Regions from separate parts of the Capra hircus genome. Here region 2 is linked to region 1. Evidence: chromatin contacts called from public Hi-C data. All regions are on one chromosome and are shown on one strand. Each heading gives the region's core, a stretch centred on a gene start, on an enhancer-like site or on the middle of the called end of the contact. The rest is flanking DNA. Distances are from core to core; before and after follow the strand shown.

Region 1 (2,843 bases), core at 149-2,648:
AAAAACAGCAGAGAATTAGAGAGTGCCTGGACAGGCAGAGTGGGTGTCTTGGGCAGAGCCGTCAGGGCAGGCCGCCCCAGGAAGGTGACAGTAAACTGGGACCTGCAGTCTGAGCAGGAACCAACCAGGCAACAACTGGGCAGAAGGCTCTGGACTGGACCAGGGCTGGTATTCTCCAAGTGTGGGTGGAAGGCCAGTGTGGCTGGAACAAGAGGAAGAAGAAAGAGACGAAGTCAGAGAGGTAGGTGGTAGCCTGAGTACTGAGGGATAGGGCGCCTGGTTTAAAAATAATAATACCCTCCACCCTTCATCCAGGGCATGCCAGGTGCCAGGCACCGTGCTGAGACTTCGGCCTGCAAAACCCCATTCCATCCTCCCCAGACACCTGCGAGCTAGAGATCATTGTCCTGCTTGTCAGTGATGACACTAAGGCTCTGAGAGAGGCAGAGACTTGACCGGGACCACCCCACAGGGGAGATGGGTGCAGGGCTGGAATTCCCATCTGAACTCTAAAGGCAGGCTAGGTCTCCAGGTACCACCTACTGGGAGCAAGCTCAGACCCCTGGCCTTGATGAGATCAGAACAGGACCTAAAAGGTCACACCTCCCAGCCAAGCAGGCCTCTTCCTGGAGCAATAAGGCTTTTAAGGTTCCCATCCCCAGTGGCACCAAGCTTCTAGCCCACGGGCAGCGACACACACAGCACACACACTCACATGCCTATGCAGGCTCACACATACTCAGCAGCCCAGCCAAGAGAAAGGACAGGGAGGGGGCAAGAGGTGGTCAGGAGGAACCTGTGCTCTCCGTATGTAATGAGCTTTCAGGCACCCGGTGGCTGCGGGCAGGTGCCCCCAGCCTCCTCCTCTCATTGAGGGTTGGAAGCCTGGGCAGCAGCCCGCACTCTCATCTCTCCTACCCTCCCCACGTCCGACCCAATACAAAGTCCATCCTAGCTCCCGCAACCACCCCTGCCTCTGACCCTGGCTCCGAAGGCAAGCATCTTTCCTGCGTTCACGTCCCTTCAGTCCACTGCCCCCGCTCCAGCTGGTGGCGGGTCCTGAGGACTTGGGGCTGGGCAAACCGGTTCAAACGGAGACCCGAGCACTTGTCCGGTGACGTCACCAGCCCTGGGCACCTGCTGATGGACACCACCGCCAGCCGTTCACACACGCGCACAGACACACACACACACACACACACACACACACACACGCACAGACCTTGAGTCCCCGTTTCGTGGCTATCAGGTTGCAATGACGCTGCTCCAAGACAAAACAGGAAATCCCACGACGGAGCCAGCCAGATGGGGTGAGAGCTGAGAATCTGAAAACCTCCTCTGCGCTCCACGATCACCCCCTCCCCACCCCCTACCTGGAGTTCCCCTGCGAGGAACACCGCCCCCCACCCCCACTCCAGGCATGGACAGAGCCCCATCTCGGACTTAGGGCCTCGAATTCCTGCTCTGCGCAAGCTCCTTGCCCCGCACGGGGCCTCCTGTCTCTACCGGTGAGGCATGGGTGGATGATCCCGGGGGTCCTTCCCGGTTGAGACAGTCCACCTTTTATGGGCATTTGATTTCCAGACCCAGTGGCTGGGAGTCTCCAAAGCCTAAGGTGCAGTCAGCGGGAAGGCCAGCAGAGGGCGCGCACACCCCGTTTACGGGAGATCAAGGAGCCCAGCCCTAGAAGGACCCTGGAAACAAGTGAGTCTTCTTCATTTGTACCCTCTCCTACTCTGGTTTTCCAAGAGCTTCACAGTCTCAGGACCAGGCCTCTGTGCCTTTGCACATAAGCAGTGCAACCCACGCGGGCCAGTCCTGATCGCGCCTGCAAATCTGAGCGAGGCATCTCACCTCTCAGCTAGGGAAGCCTATCCCTGCTCCTCTGGGCAATCACGTCTCTCTGAACTGCTTTATCCAGATCCTCAGTGCACATTGCAGGTCTGGCATTAAAGAGGGATGGATGCATTTGGTGGATGGAGGGATGGACGGAAGAAAACCAGCTACAAGCAGCCCACATAGTTCTCCAAAAACAAATAATATGACAGGGAAAATGATTTACTGGGGAGGAAATCATTTTAAGAAATAAAACATTTATTGAGGTCTAAGGAACTGACAACTGGATGGATACTTGTGTCCAGTATAACAATATTATTAAATTGTTACCAAACTCCTTTGGGGCAAGTAATAATGCCCCCATCTTACAGAAGGGGCAACTGAAGCTAAAAGGGAACAAAGATTGCCCAAAGTCACCCTGCAGGTATGTAGAAGAAGCAGGGTTTGAACTCAGATCTGCTTCACTATTCATCCTGCTATTACCCAAATGCCAGCTCTGAGGTCATGGCCCTCCTGACTCCCCAGCAGGGTCCTCTGGGTGATTCCAAGAAGCAAACATAGACAGACCTCAAATGGACTGGCAGCCGTTGGTCCCAATTTTCACTAATTCTACCTTGACTCTCAAATTCTAGAGAGCCTAATTCTGACCCTACTAATAAAAGCTGACATGTGCAAACTGTTTACTAAGCACCAAGCACTCTGGATGTGATATCTGTGATCCTCACCAAAACATATTATCCCCATTTTACAGATGAGGAAACTGAGATTCTGAAAGGTCAAATGATTGTCTGATGTCGCACAGCTAACAGGTGGCAGAGGCAGAATTCAAACCCAGAGCTGTCTGTTTCTACAACCTGAGCTCTTTAATCATTGCTTACATTCACATTCTCCCATCCTCCAGCAGACATTCCAAAGGCCTCCCCTGGCCAAGACTCAGCTGGACTCATCCTGAGGAAGTATGACCCTCCTCAGGCCCCCAGACAATCAGAGTCAAGGCCATAGTCCCA
Region 2 (2,843 bases), core at 115-2,614, 100 kb after region 1:
GGAGACTTGGGGATGAGGCACCCAGCCCACGAGGCCCAGTACTCAGCCTGGCATTCAACACTTCCCCACCCCACCCAACCCAGCTCAAAGCCCTCAGACAGATGGGGAGGACTGAGGAATAGCATGTCTGTCTGAAAAGCCCCTGCCCAACCTCCTCCCATTTCACAGACTGGCCAACTGAGGCCCAAAGAGACTTGAAGGGGCAGAGTAGGCACCTGGGGGGTTGCCTGAAAGGCCTGGGTTCCTCTCACCCTGGGGAATGGGGGGTGCCAGGCATAACTCCTAGAACCAACCAAGGGAACTAGAAGTCTCCCCAGTTCATGGCCAGGCCAGGCTCCAGACACGTGCCGATGGGGAACTCACTTGGGACCTGGGTCCCGCAAGGAGGAGGAGGTGGCCTTTCTTCCTGCTGCCCCTGATGGAGCCAGGACTGAGCCTGCTGCGGTCAAAGAGACACTGAGGGGTCAAGTCATACATGTATACTAACGGCTACCAGCACACGCGCGGCCCTGGAGAGGTGCGTGCTCCATGCACCGGGTCAACCATACACCTGCCTGCACACGCTTGCACACACACACACACCACAGAGGCCTCCCCCCAACACAGTCACCCCCTGCAAGCACACTCAGCATGGCCAACGGTCTCCAGCCCGGCCCCGGGTGCACACAGACACAATGGGTCACCCTGACACGACCACACGCAGGTAGGGCACGGGGCCCCCATCCACAGGGACGGGCTGGTCCTCACGCCTCATCCTTCACGCGTGCACACCCCACGGGTCCCAGCACCCTCCACGGAGCTGGCCACACACGCGGTCATCCTCACCCACCCCCTCAGGTCACCTTCACACAAGTCACCCTCCTCCCCTCCCCCTCCCCGGGCCGCCAGCCCCCCCACACACCGCCCCCGGCCCTCCTGCAACGACCCTCGGAGGGAAAAACCGAAAGCACACCCTTCCCCCCCGCAGGAGGAGGCGACCCCATTCCCTAAAAGTGGCCGCGGTCCGGGCACACCCACGAAGCACCAAGCCACGTCCGCTCAGACCCGAGACACGCCCAGCGCGGCCCCGCGCCCGGACCCCCGCCGGGACCCCAGGCCGCCCTCGGGGAAGGGTCCCCCCGCCGGCGGGAATACTAGCCCCCGGGAGGCACGGGCGGCCAGGCACCGGCTCCCCGCAGGCCGGCGCGGGGCGCGGGAACGGGAGGCACTCACCCCCGCGGCGCGCCCCGCCAGCAGCAGCAGCAGCAGCGGAGGCAGGAGCAGCCCGCGGGCCCCGGGCCCGGCCGCGGCCCCGGCTCCGGCGCCAGCCCCGTGGGCGGCCCCGGCGCGGTGCGGCGGCCCCGGCTTCATGGCGGCGGCGGCGGCGGGCGCCTTTGTTCCCGAGGCGGCGGCGGCGGCGCGGCCCGGCGGCTGGCCCGGCGCGCTCTCGGTCGGGGCTCCGGCTCGGCGGCCCGGCTCCGCCCGGCAGCTCCGCGCCCACGGCCGCCGCGCCCGCAGGAAGCGTGCGCTGCCGCCGGGCCGCCCCCAGCGCGGGGGGCGGGGCGCGGAGGGGCGGGGCCGGCGCTGAGCGCCCCCCCGCCGCCGGGGTCCCTGCGCGCCCCGCGCTCCGCACGCACCCGCCCGCCGCGGGACAGGGGTGCCGAGGAAATCGCGCGAGCGGGGACGGGTCGCCGGCCTCACTGAACCTCGCTCTGGGGACCGGGACCCGCAGCGCGCGCCGCCCCTGGCCGTCGCGGGGCTTGGAGGGGGAAGGACCCCGCGTGGAAGTGCGGGGTACGACCTGGCTCGTCAGAGTCCGTGCAGATGGGTCTCATCTGCTTGGCCGTGGGTACCCTCCTGCTAAGGGTTCACTGACTCTCCCAGGACCCATCAGCCCCTCTAGCCGATCCACAAGAGGGGGCCACAGGTCATCCGAGTTCATTGGGCTTTGATGTCTCCAGGACACGGGTGGGCAGCGGGACCGCAGAGCAGGCCTCAGTCTCCCCTCTGGGCCCCGGGTCACTGGGTGGACAGGCCTGGCCAGGTGCTTCTTCCCCCGCAGCTATGTGACCCCAGGCAGGCGCTGCCAGCTCTCCCAGACTCGGATTCTTCACTGTAGGCTGCAGACCCTTCTGCTCCCAGCGCAGGTGGTGTGAAAAGTATGTCCCAGATGGGGGGGTGTCCCGAGCTGTGGTCATTTTCCCTTGGGTGCTCATCGTGGGTTTCTCTGTGGCTTTTATCTCCGCCTGACGTATGAGGCACTTCGCTTACCCTCTGGGGTCTCCCACCACTACACGAGAGTCCCAGGAGGGCAGCGGCTTGGTCGTCTTGCTCACTGCTCTGTCCCCAGCACTGCTCTGGTGCAGAACAGCGGTTCAGTGCCTATTCGTTGGATCAGTGAATGTGTTTTCCGCTCACTCCCATCCACCTGTTTTGGAGGAAGAAGGGTATAGATATGCAAAATGATAGGATACTGAAAGAGGAACTCCCCAGGTGGGTAGGTGACCAATATGCTACTGGAGCCCTTGGACTGCAAGGAGATCCAACCAGTCCATTCTGAAGATCAACCCTGGGATTTCTTTGGAAGGAATGATGCTAAAGCTGAAACTCCAGTACTTTGGCCACCTCATGAGAAGAGTTGACTCATTGGAAAAGACTCTGATGCTGGGAGGGATTGGGGGCAGGAGGAGAAGATGTATGAGATGATGGATGAGATGGCTGGATGGCATCACCAACTCGATGGACATGAGTTTGAGTGAATTCCGGGAGTTGGTGATGGACAGGGAGGCCTGGCATGCTGCAATTCATGGGGTTGCAAAGAGTCAGACACGACTGAGAGACTGAACTGAACTGAAGCCCCTGGT

The links. Hi-C and Micro-C count contacts between places; a contact is called where the count stands out from the background.
Region 2: a Hi-C map of blood shows a contact between it and region 1, with 2.9 times the contacts expected there. The contact joins the promoter of SDC3 here to the enhancer-like site in region 1. A contact is called at or near these places in 4 of 5 Hi-C or Micro-C datasets (blood and liver).

Annotation. Positions count from the first base shown.
Region 1 is chr2:13,202,658-13,205,500 of ARS1.2, forward strand. No RefSeq gene overlaps it. Among named protein-coding and RNA genes, the nearest start is that of LAPTM5, 45 kb to the left of the region's middle. Within about 2 kb of position 1,399, at least 1 of the 5 cell types and tissues checked has an H3K27ac peak or open chromatin away from gene starts, as enhancers often do.
Region 2 is chr2:13,304,800-13,307,642 of ARS1.2, forward strand. SDC3 (syndecan-3) reads right to left here and starts at 1,365. Exons shown (of 5, transcript XM_018057257.1): 1 at 1,213-1,365. The coding sequence starts at 1,350.